Regions from separate parts of the Mus musculus genome. Here region 1 is linked to region 2. Evidence: chromatin contacts called from public HiChIP or PLAC-seq data. All regions are on one chromosome and are shown on one strand. The core of a region is the stretch at or near the end of the contact, and the rest is flanking DNA. Distances in the headings are between cores, read along the strand shown. Region 1 overlaps Rab8a (RAB8A, member RAS oncogene family). Region 2 overlaps Colgalt1 (collagen beta(1-O)galactosyltransferase 1).

The links. HiChIP or PLAC-seq counts read pairs in DNA pulled down with a chosen protein or histone mark.
Region 1: an H3K27ac HiChIP or PLAC-seq map of microglia shows a contact between it and region 2, with 6 times the contacts expected there. The contact joins two enhancer-like sites. A contact is called at or near these places in 2 of 39 promoter capture datasets (the C10 cell line and pre-B cells), 1 of 484 Hi-C or Micro-C datasets (embryonic stem cells) and 7 of 115 datasets of contacts at active chromatin or transcription factors (the 230-238 cell line, bone marrow-derived dendritic cells, embryonic midbrain and 4 more).

Annotation. Positions count from the first base shown.
Region 1 is chr8:72,167,437-72,173,033 of GRCm38.p6, forward strand. Rab8a (RAB8A, member RAS oncogene family) reads left to right here. Exons shown (of 8, transcript NM_023126.2): 2 at 991-1,051; 3 at 3,804-3,864. Among named protein-coding and RNA genes, the nearest start is that of Rab8a, 9.0 kb to the left of the region's middle. Within about 2 kb of position 1,940, at least 147 of the 459 cell types and tissues checked have an H3K27ac peak or open chromatin away from gene starts, as enhancers often do. A contact at or near this core is called in bone marrow-derived dendritic cells and microglia, where this site is marked.
Region 2 is chr8:71,623,630-71,629,510 of GRCm38.p6, forward strand. It overlaps Colgalt1 (collagen beta(1-O)galactosyltransferase 1), which reads left to right. Exons shown (of 12, transcript NM_146211.3): 12 at 1-1,282. The coding sequence ends at 131. It overlaps Unc13a (unc-13 homolog A), which reads right to left. Exons shown (of 44, transcript NM_001029873.2): 44 at 3,083-5,881. The coding sequence ends at 5,794. Among named protein-coding and RNA genes, the nearest start is that of Gm39195, 2.9 kb to the right of the region's middle. Within about 2 kb of position 1,637, at least 22 of the 459 cell types and tissues checked have an H3K27ac peak or open chromatin away from gene starts, as enhancers often do. A contact at or near this core is called in bone marrow-derived dendritic cells and microglia, where this site is marked.

The DNA.
Region 1 (5,597 bases), core at 690-3,189, 540 kb after region 2:
CTCGCTCAGCGTTGTGTTTTTGAGCCTCTCTACAATATATCAGATGGGTGTCTTTCATTCAGTTCCATGACTAAGCCATATCCCACCATATAGATGGCCCATTAGCTGGTCTTTCTGGCTCTTGGTAGCCCACTGGAAGCTCTGGAGCTGAGGCCAAGTTTGGGGCATAGTTACCGTTAGGGTTGGTTATGGTTTTTGTTGATTTTGAGACCTGATATTATACATAAGTGGCCTCACATTCACTATGTAGCTTACCCTGACCTGTTAACCTTTCTGCCTCCACTTCCTAAGTGCTGGAATTATAGATGGGTGTCAGAACACTTGGTATACACAGGTTTTCTTTCTACGTGTCAGAGCCCTGCTCGAGAGTCACTTAAGACCCCTTCCTGGTGGTGCCACCTTTCCCTCTATAGTCCCCTCTCCTGAGGGTGATTTGGAAGCTCTTTGGCACCCACTGTTCCTTCTCCATCTCCTCTATAAGCCTTGGGCTTAAGATGTAGCTTAGAGGTAAAGCACTTGCATACCATCCACAGCAAGCCTGGGGTTCCAACCAGAGCCTCTGGGAGAAGGCAGTGTGATGAATCATACCAGGCACACCAACACCCAGAAAGTAGAGGCAGGAGGATCAGGAGTTCATGGTTACCTTTGCCTACATGAGATTCTGTTCTCAAAAATATAAGTAGCTGAAGCTGTGCAGTGATTGTGGAGAGAGGATATGGCCCATTGGCAACACAATACACTATGGGGTGGCAGGCCCCAGCCTGTAGAAGGCTTTAGGATGCCCACTGTGAGACTGGGACAGGAGCAGCAGAAAGGTGGAGCGCATCTCCCATTCCCAGCTTCCCTTCAGCTACTGTTGTCGCCACAGCCTTAGGCTGTGCTTCTAGCAGGGAAAGATTCTTCCAGAAGCCACAGCCCTGGTAGCCCAGACTGGTAGCCCAGGAAGTGGCCTGGCTTTGATAACACCTTTTATTCTTCCTTTTCTTTCAGGAATTGACTTTAAAATTAGGACCATAGAGCTCGATGGCAAGAGGATTAAACTGCAGATATGGTGAGTGCTAGTGCCTTGTTTGGGCCCTGAATCGTGGCCCTTCGCTGGACTCTACACTGGGAGCAGAGCTGTTGGTGCCCTTCCACATATGCACACTGTCCTTTTCCTTTTCGTTTTTTGAAAACGTCTGTCTGTGTAGTCCTGGCTGGCCTAGAACTTAGTATGTAGAACAAGCAGGCCTCAACTCACTGAGATCTGCTTGCCTCTGCCACTTGAGTACTGGGGTTCAAGGTATACTGCTACCACATCCTGCTGCAAAGATGACTTCAAATTTCTGACCCTCCTGCCTGTTCCTAAGTGCTGGAATGACAGGTGACAATACCTGGTTTTGCAATGATATTATGAAACCAGAGCCCCATGCATGCTAGGCAAGGACTCTACCAATTGAGCAAAATTCCATAGTACCCAGCCCTGAAAACATAGTTCTGTCCCTCAGAAGATTCCACAGTTTCATATCCAGCTCAGGTAGCCATCCTCTGCTGGCCTCTGGAGCCTAACATTTGTGTTAGAGACATAACTTGTAAGAGAAGAGCTACCCTATCAGTGAGCTCAGTGTCCCGGGCTGCATGAGAATTATGTTGAACCTGGAGAGAACACTCCATGCCAGGAGGTAGCAAAGATAACACTAAAAGAGAAAATTCTGGAAACTTTCATAAGCGAGAATGGATAGGATCCCAGAGGCCCAGTACCCAGCAGATATGCCATAAGCCATGGCCCTCCCAAGGAGCTTGGAGAGCAAGCAGGCAGAGGTGGTAGCATAAGAATCCTGGGCTATGAATTTCCTCTTTTTTTTTTTTTTTGTGACAGTGTCTCACCATGCTAGGTAACCCAAGGTAACCTGGGACTGTAGTCTTTAGTCTCAGCTTCCCAGGTTCTGGGATGACGAATGTGCACCACCACACCCAGCTGGGGGTTTCCTTCTGAGCCCATGGCCTCACCCCAAATTTTCAAGGCCTCACACCACTTCCTGTTTTCTCCACTGAAGAGAACTGAGGCCTCACTTCCTGGTGTGTGGACCTGAAACCCACAAACAACCTTAAAGCTAAGGCCAGACCCAGCAGCCAGAAGTACTCATAGTCCTCAGCCCTGGGGGTAACCTTGGCAGCCAGGGTCAATTAGGAAACTGTGAGCATCTAGGACCCCATCACTGATGTGGGCTGCGAAGTAATCCAACATCCTGGAAGGCTGAATTCAGCCAGCCTTGAGCAAACAGACCCAAGTCACATTAAAGAGCAGTGGTATACATTTGTCATCCCAACCCTCATGAGGCAGAGATAGGAGGGTCACAGCAAGTTCTAGGCCAACGTGGCCTACCTAGTGAAAACTTGTGTCAGAACCAAACAGAAGAGTGTAATCAAACACTCAGCCAGCCAGGCCCCCCTGGGAGGGAACAAAGAGCCTAGGTGCCCCTCCCCCATGGCATGCTCAGGTCTCTTTAGTCTCAGCATGAGCCATCACCTGGCTTGTCAGTATCTCTAGGGGAGCCTCCTGGGTCCCCTTATCTCTAGCTAGTCATCAGTCCTGGCCACATGGTAAGTTACAACCCATAGAAGTCCTCCACTTCCAACACAGTGGCCATGCTGCAGCCTTTGTGCCCAAGTCCAAAGTGACAGTCCTAGCCAGCCAAGCCTCCTGCCCCAGCTCCTCCCTTTCCACCTCACCGCTCAGCATTCTCAGCCAAGAGAAGAGTCACTAGAAGGCTGGCCTGGGCAGCGATTAACATTCTTCACCATGTATGTTCTCTGCAAGTTCCACCAGCAAGTCATCTGAGAATTAACATTAACATTAAGATGAGAGATTTGGAGCTAGGAACAGGACTCAGTGGCAGAGCACTTGCCTTAGCATACATAGAACACTTGAGTTCCATCCCCTGTGCCATAGTAAAATAAGATTCAAAGTCAGTGGGCCAGCAAGATAGCTTAGCAAGTAAAGGTGCTTTCTGCAAAGCCTGTTGACCCTGAGTTCAATCCCAAGACCTAGACCTAGAAGGAGAAGACCGACTTCTGCAAGTCTCCAGCCTGTGCTTTGGCACTCACGAACAATAAAAATAACAGAAAACATTGCAGGCAAGATGTAGAGCTCGGAGTCAGCACTGGGCCTTTCTGTGGAATCCAGACAGCCAGGGCCTTCAGGAAGAGCCAGGGGCTCAGTAAGTCACTTTCTTCCAGACCTAGGGATGGAACTATGACCTTGTATGTACTAGGCAAACACTACCACCAGGTACACCCTGTCCCTTTCTTACTCTCTGACAGTGTCCTGCTGTGAATCCCAGGCTGGCCTGGAACTTACAGTCCTCCTGCTTAGGCCTTTCTAGTGCCAGGATGACAGATGAGTATGTAGCTCAGTAAAACACCTGTTTGTAAACCACACACCCCATATATGCAGGTGGCATTAACTCAGATGCCCCCTCCCTGGACACAACCTCCTTCATGCAGGTAATGACAGAATGCACTTTGGAGCAGCAGCCCCTGAGCTCACCCTGCTCTTTCTGACAGTCAAGACTACGGCCTACCCTCAGCATTGGCTGCAGGGACCCCAGGACATACCTTGGAGCTAATACGTGGAAGGGTAGAGGGGGCACAGGCCACTGGGACATTCGACCAGGGGGCTCGGAAGGGCTTTGGTCTATCATTCCATATGCCCTTCTGTGTAATCACAGGAACAGAGGTGACTCTTTGTTGAGCAGGAGGGACTCAAGGGAGAAATCCAGCAGGCCAAGGGTGTCACTAATACCATTCATCTTTGCTTCTAGGGACACGGCCGGCCAGGAGCGGTTTCGAACAATCACGACAGCCTACTACAGGGGTGCCATGGTACTGACTTTTTATTGTTGAAGTAGAAACAAGTAGTAGTAGTAAGGCCTGAGTGATCGGCTTCTGTTGTTATTGTCTCATCTTATTAAAACAGTCCCAAGATATAGCCCAGGCTGGCCTAGAATTCACAATATAGCCAAAGCTGGCCTGGGACTCAAAATCCTTCTGTCTTACCTTACCAAGTGCACACAGTTTGTTTTATATGTTTTTAAAATGTTGTTGTGTGTATTTGTGTGTGCATGTGTGTACATGACTGTGGAAACCAGAGGTCAGGTCACCCTCCAACATTATTCCTTGAGTGATTCTCACTGGCTTGGAACTTGCCAGTAAGACCAGGCTAGCCCAGAACTCACTTTGTAGTCCAAGCTGGCTGGAAACTCACAATTTTCCTGTCTTAGCTTCCCCAGGCTAGGATATCACAGGTGTGTGCCACCATACCTGGCCAACCTTTGTGTCTTGCAGAGCCTGTGTTCCAACTCTTTAGGTAACTCAGGACCCGAACTTGCTTTAAAGAGGTCAGTGTGCCCTGACTGGCTCTCTGAAACATTATCTCCTCGTATATAATAACCTCTGGACCTCAGACCCAGTGTAGGGATGAGAGAAGCACCAGGGAACCATCCTTCAGGCGAAGGCAAGCCTCGGCTAGCCTCCACAGAGACCATTAATACTCTGGAATTTACTAGAACAACTTGAAGTTTGGACTTACTTGGGGTTATCATTGTTCCATCTTCCACCTGGACCTGCACTAGCAAACTCACCCCCACATATTTTCCCTGTGGAGATGGGGAAGGGTAGAGGGGGAGACAGGAAAGAACAGGTTCCCACCCTGACCAGGTGCTGCTTGTGTGAGACTATGCAAAACAATGCGTGAAGGAACAAAGAAAGCAGGAGGAGCCACTTCAGTCCTACCCAGAATCCTGGGCCACCTTCCAACCTACCTCCTCTCAGAAATGTCCCCACATTCCTGGGGAAACAAATGGATATCTGTCCCAGAGTCCCATTCTTTCACCTGTGCCTTCTGTAGCTCAACCAGCCATTTAGGGCCACAGGCTCCCAGTTCTTGCCAGCATGCTATCCATACTGTGAGCACAGTGTGAGTCTCAGTCCTCGTGGAGGCCTGAGAACTTAATGAGGACTGGGATCAACAGGCATGAATAGTGACATTAGACTAAGTATTTAGAGCATCCCAGGAAGGGCAGCCAACATTGGAGACTCAGTCCTATGGTCTGCAACCATAGCATCTTCTATGCTAAGGTTAATTTTTTTTTTTTTTGCCCTTCCTGGGGACTGGGGTCAGGGGTACCTCTGTCCTCTGGAGAGAGCTATTTGGACCTCTCTAGACTCAGATAGTCTCCCTGAGCCTCTCCCCACCTCCCCCCCATGACTGGTAGCACCCTCAGTTTTAGCCTGGTTCTCGTTGGATCATGGCCATGCCCTGATCAGGTGCGGACAGGTGTGGACAGGATCCTGAGACTTGGCAGTCCAGCCTGAGTTCACACACGGATTCACTGGCTGTGCCCGAACCAGCACCAAGACGGTGGGAATCTACTTCAGTGTTGTTTTGATGAAACATGTTCTCACTGTGTAGCTTAAGCTGGCCTGGAACTTCTGATCCTTCTGCCTCAGCCTCCTGTATGCTGAGATGACAGGTCTGTGCCACCTTACATACATGTAAACCATGCCTGGGTTACAAGGAGCCAATGATGGAACCTGGGGCTTCATGCATTCTAGGC
Region 2 (5,881 bases), core at 387-2,886:
AGCAGGTTAAGACTGACTGGGACCGAGCCAAGTCCCAGAAGATGCGGGAACAGCAAGCACTGAGCCGTGAGGCCAAGAACTCAGATGTGCTCCAGTCTCCACTGGACAGCACTGCCCGTGATGAGCTTTGAGGCAACTGGCAAACAGCCAAAGCCACTGCTACACACCTAAACTTCATGTGCTTGCCTGGGACTATAGGGCCACTCAGGCAGACAACAGAGAGCTCTACAAGCACAGAGGTCTCCATGTCTTCCTGTTTAGCAGCCACTTACACACAGGCAGCATTTATGGAGTACTTACTGTATGCCAGAAATAGGGCTGACCACCAAGAGATTGGTCAGGAACAAGCACAGTCAGTTGGGTCCACCATGAAGGAAGTTCTCTTGTTAGAGCAATGAAAGAGGCATGATTCCCCCTTATCAGTGATGAACTGATCATCAGTCTTTTATTGTTCAGACTGAGTCAGGTATTAGGGATACATACTCATTTTTAAAATCCGTTTGAGTATTTATTGAGGGCTTACTGTATATTAGGTACCATTCTTAGCTCTGGGAATACTGAAATAAGAAAAAAAAATCAAGCAAAATATACCAAGCAGCTGCTATGTGCCAGGTCTTAGGAAGCACTGATGAGTTAAGTGTCTACTATGTGTCACTCAGTAGGTGCTGGAGATGGATGTCCCAGTGGTGCTTATCCTTGTAGTGGGCATGATATGCTTACGGTGGAAACAGTCTTATTGACCCTGTGTGCTAGGCTACACGCTGAGCACAATGACAGAGTCTAAACAGAATGTAACAAGCATTTATTGAGCACCTAGAGTATCAGGCCTTTGACTCCCAGTTGGTTGAGAAATAGCCACCCTCCAACCTGTCTGCCGGAGGACACTGGGCTTCCCTTGTCTAGAAGGGAGCATTGCTCTCCTTCCCTTGGTTGACTGCTAGGTTCAAGGATACTCATGACCTTGCAAGTCCCCCACCCCCCGTGTCCCTGGGCTGGGGCTCCCTTGCCCACCCCTTACTTCCAGAGCTTCTCTCTGCCCTTGTATCTCAGGTGTCCCTTGGCTGCTCATATGTTTGGGGCCTTGAGGTGCCCACCTGTATTGGGGTGCTCCTCTTGGCCTGAGCAGTGTGTTTACCAGCAGGCCAGGGTGTTGCTGTCCCTTCAAAACCAAATTGACTGTCAACTGGACAGTGGGTACCATCTTCTTGGGATGACTGCTTGCCTGCTCAGGTCTTGGTAACTTGCTCATGTTTGTATTAAATTCTTATTGGTTTTCACTGAAGTCTTTGGGTTTGGTGCCCCACGTCCCTGTCCCCGCCGGTCAAGATTTGGGGAGACAGTAGGGCTTGTAGGCATGTGTTGTTCAGACCACCAGGCACTGAAGGGAGTGTGGGTGTGGATATTTTGGGAATCCTATGCCCCTACCTCACAAAGGAGCTGTGGGAGAGTCTGGTGGATAGATTGTGCAAGGTCTCATGGTGGCCATTACAGCCTGTTTTCCTATAGAAACAGACTCTACAACTTGTTCAGGGAAGGAGCCCTTCAGGAGGTGACAGCAGTCACTGTCTCCCCTGGACAGAGAAACTGGGTTGCTAGTTTCAGTTCCTGTCTGATGAAGCAGGCCAAAAGCAGCTTGAAGGCAAACTCAAGGCCAGAATTATGAGGAAGCTGCTAACTGGCTAGCTCTGGCTTCTGCTCAGTCCAGGGCCACCTGCCTAGGAATGGTCCACAATGTAGATTCTTGATGTCAATCATCAATCAAAATGCCCTGGAGACATGGCCAAGGGCATGATGTCGTGAGCCCTGAGTAGGGATGACTCTCAGCTGTGTGGAGCTGATAGCTAGAAATCAGACAGAGCCTCTTATACCCAGATGCTAGGGTTTTCTGGATCAGGTTTACCAGGGCCCAGGATCACAGGGCTCTGGCCTGGGAGTGTAGGGATGGTTCTGGTGCTAAGGTCCTGTTCCCAAATCGGTTCTTGATCTATCAGTAAAGATGCCATGGGCCAATTGCTTGGTGGAAGGAATAGGCGAGACTTCTGGGTCCCCGCAGGTAACCTAGCAGTTGAAAGGAGGGGGAAAAGAGTTTTCACCGTGCTTCAGAGGGAGAAAAGCCAACCAGCCATGTGAGATCTCAGGCAGAGTGACCAGGCTGCATCTGCAGGTGGGGGATTGGGACTGTTGAGTTGGGACTGAAGTTGAGTACAGATTTAGGGTGCTGAGCTGGGTGTCCTGGTAAGTGCACGTTAGCTGAGGCAGATTGGAGGCATCCAGTAGTTGGGCCAAAAAGGCAGGTTAAAATTGAGCAATTGTGTGTGTCTGTGATGTTTTTCATCCACACATCCAATGTTCCCAGAGTTTAGGCAGGGTACCAAAAGCTACTCACTACATGGGAGCATGCACAAATGGTATGGTGACTGGTGTGGACTAAGAAACTGTCCGCACTCTGACCAGATGGCTCCTACCACACTGAGACTCATCAGCTTGTCTCTGGGTCTCCTCTGTACCCGCTAGGACAATGTCACTCAATGGCCCAGGTTCACAGGGCTCTTCTCTAACATTGTGTGGCACCCCACAGAGTATGTGCAATTATTTTCTAGGTTCTCATGTAGCCTAGGCTGTCCAACTATGTAACCAGGGGTGATCTTAAATTCTGATCTTTCTGCCTCTACCTCCCAGGGCTTGTGATGACAGAGAAGCACATGCCTAGTTCACGGTGCCGGGCACAGCCCAGGGCTTCCTGTGCTCAAGGCAGGCATTCCAACAACCAAGTGCCCCACCCCCTTCTAACAGGCCTCTGCTTCTCTGTTGGTTTGGGGTGCCCATGGGTATGCTTGCTGGCCGAGCAGGGTATACTTGTTCTGGGAGAAGAAATACTCTGAGTAAAGACAGCCTAGTCTTTTGCATATGTCTAGCCCCCAACAGTTTTAGTGTGTGGAGGTGAAAGGACAATTTCAGGGAGTCTTCCTTCCACCATGTGCATCCCCAGGGTTGAATTCAGCTTCCAGTTTGGCAGCAAGCACCTTTACCTACTAGGCCCCTACTGAGGTTTTGTCTAAAGGAGCTCAAGAACTCCAGCCAGTTTCAGGGATTCTGTGTTTTTTGTTTGTTTGTTTTTTGTTTTGTTTTTCTTTTTGTTTTTTTTTTTAATGTTAATAAAATATTTTTTACAGAGACCAAAAAGTCAAAATAGTGCAAAACATCTCAACGCCATGCACTCATGAACACTCCCCGGGTATGTGTCCCAAGTCACGTGTTGACTGAGAATTGAGGGCATCTTGAAAGATGCTGGACTAACGGGGTAGACCTAAAAAACCCTCCAAAAAAAAAAAAAAACCAAAAACAAAACCCCGAAAAACCAAAAGCACGATACTGGGATTCTACCTTTGCAGTCACATGCTAAGAAAGGCGAGTCAGAGGGGCTCCCTGGGCTGCATGGCAGGGGCTGGGGTCAGGAACCTTCTGGGGTGCAGGGGACTCTTGCTTGTCACCTGTGTCACCCGGATCCAACAGCTCAGCCGAATTTGATTTTTAAAACAATAAGATGTAAAGAGGAGAGGGAGGTGGGTTCGCAGAGCCAGCTTTGGTCCTGAAAGATGCTGGGGTAGATGGGTAGAGTGGGCAGAATCAAGCCGACCCTGGCCCTTGCCCCACCCCCAGCAGGGCTGCCCTTGAGACCTGAGAGGTCTGCGGTCCAGGCTGAGAGAGGTCCCCAGGAGTTCTGGGTGCACTTGATTTTTTGCATGTCTGATGGGGCAGGTGAGGGGACAGGCCCTGGGGCCTGAAACAGACTGGAGTGCAGACTTGCCCAGACATGGTGAGCTGACTGCAGGGCCTTTTAAAATTTTCAGCATTGGGAAAGAAACCTAGAACGATGCATGATTGGCAGGTGCTGAGCTCCACCCTAGGCCCCTGACTGAGGAAGTCTAGGTAGGGTATAGACAAGCCTGGACCCCAGCCCCTTCCACTTGCGCTTCCTCCTCCCTCTTCTGCCCACACTGCAGCCTCCCTCACCCCTTGGCATCTGCCTCTCCTGTGGGTGGGGCTGTGGCTTCTTCCTGCCTTCTGAAGGCGAGGCTAACCAGTCTCCAACCGTCCTTGACCTGTGGATTCTGGAGCTGCACCCCAGTATGTTTTAATGTAGGACTCCAGCAGCGAGGGGCCACCAGGGGAGGTGGTGAGAACTCAACCAGCCAGGCCCTGGAGTAACTTCCTTTCAGGACATTGCTATATCTGGGGCTGTCCTGAGATCAGAGCTCAGCCCTCTGCTCTACTTCCATCTATTGTGTCCTGGGCTCAGCTTGGACACCTCCCACATAGGGGTATCTGTCAAGTCGGGGGGGAACTGTAATGAAAACCATGCATGTGAATTGGGGTCACATGCAGACCGTCAGCCACTCTCATACAATTCAAGTCAGCACGACCTTCCTTCAATGACTGTGACCTGCTTATTCTGGGGAAGCTTGGGGCTCCCTTAAAGCCTCAGCCTGGAATTTAGCCAGAGCCAGGCAGACACCTCAGTCTCATGACATCAGGGCCAAATCAGAAGAGGGAAAGAATACTGGGGAATTCCTTGAGTAATGATTTTTGTACGGGAGTGGGGGTGTGACAGGGTTGTAATGGGTGCAGAGGGATGAATAGGAGGTCTCTAGGTAAATAAAAGGAAATTTCAAACAGTCCTAGCCTGGGAGTCAGAACAATTCCCTAAACAAACACTCCCATGTACTTCCTTCAACATTCTGGGGCTAGAAAACACACACACAGCCACACACACACATGTGCAGAGGTCACCAAAACTATCTTGGCTCTGTCAGTCACACAAACCCCCACATTCTTGCCAGCAATGTAGAAACTTTATATGATTGATCTCTGGTTAGACCACTTCCCCTTTAGCCATGTTTGTTGCCCTAAAGTGTAAATCACTCCCTCCTGAGCTCCAGTGTGGTCGGGATCAAGTCCCCCCTCAATGTATGGAATGTAGCCTCTGAACTCCCTGTCCATGGATGAAACTTGGATCCTATGTAAGAGCCTGAATTCTACCCTGTCACTGCACGTGACATTCAGGGGACATGCTGTGGTTCAAAGCCAATTAGAAAAGGGTCATCCCTTTATCACAAGCACAGGACACTCAGAAATGCACGTTCATATTCTCGCTTTCTCCCTCCTACCTAGTTTCTGATCTCTTATTTCCTGACTGGATTTGGAGAAAAGATGGGATGGGGGCCCTTGGCTCTGGGACACCCCCCCCCTTCTTGACTAGGCCGGTTCCGACTAAAGTCCCAGAAGGAAGGGCAAGGACAGAAACTTGTTTGGCAACCGGTTCAATTGGGGGGAGGGGGCGCCTGGCCTGTGGGGCCCTCGGGGAAGAATCAGGGAGATTCTAAATCGGGTATTTAGCAGCGATGGGGGCTGAGCCTTTCGTCGGAGCTCAGCCCACCGTGTGTGGCACGAGCAGGGTGTCGCCAGCTGCCAATGGGCCCGCTGCTGAGGGCGGGGTCCGCGGAGAGAGGCGCCCTCAGCCCCAGGTGTGCGCCGAGGGCGCGTGTGCTTTTGAGAGCCCATCCCACACTGTATTTTGCACAGACACCAGAGGCTACGACCCGGCCTCCCAGGCAGGCCTGCCCAGCCCATGCCCAGGGCACCGGACCCTCTATGGCTTTTCCAGGGGCAGGAGGCAGGGCCTCACCAGCCAAGGCCACTGAGGTGCAGGGGCGTGGCCTCTGGAGAGACGGTGGCCTACGGAAGGCGGGGTCTCATCCGTTCCCAGGCCCCGCCCCGCCACCGAAACGCGCGCTAGGGCGCAGGCGCGGCACCGCCCTCCTCGGCTGAGCGCGTGTCCGACTTGAGCTTGACGAATTCCTTGGCCACCTCATCGTTGCTG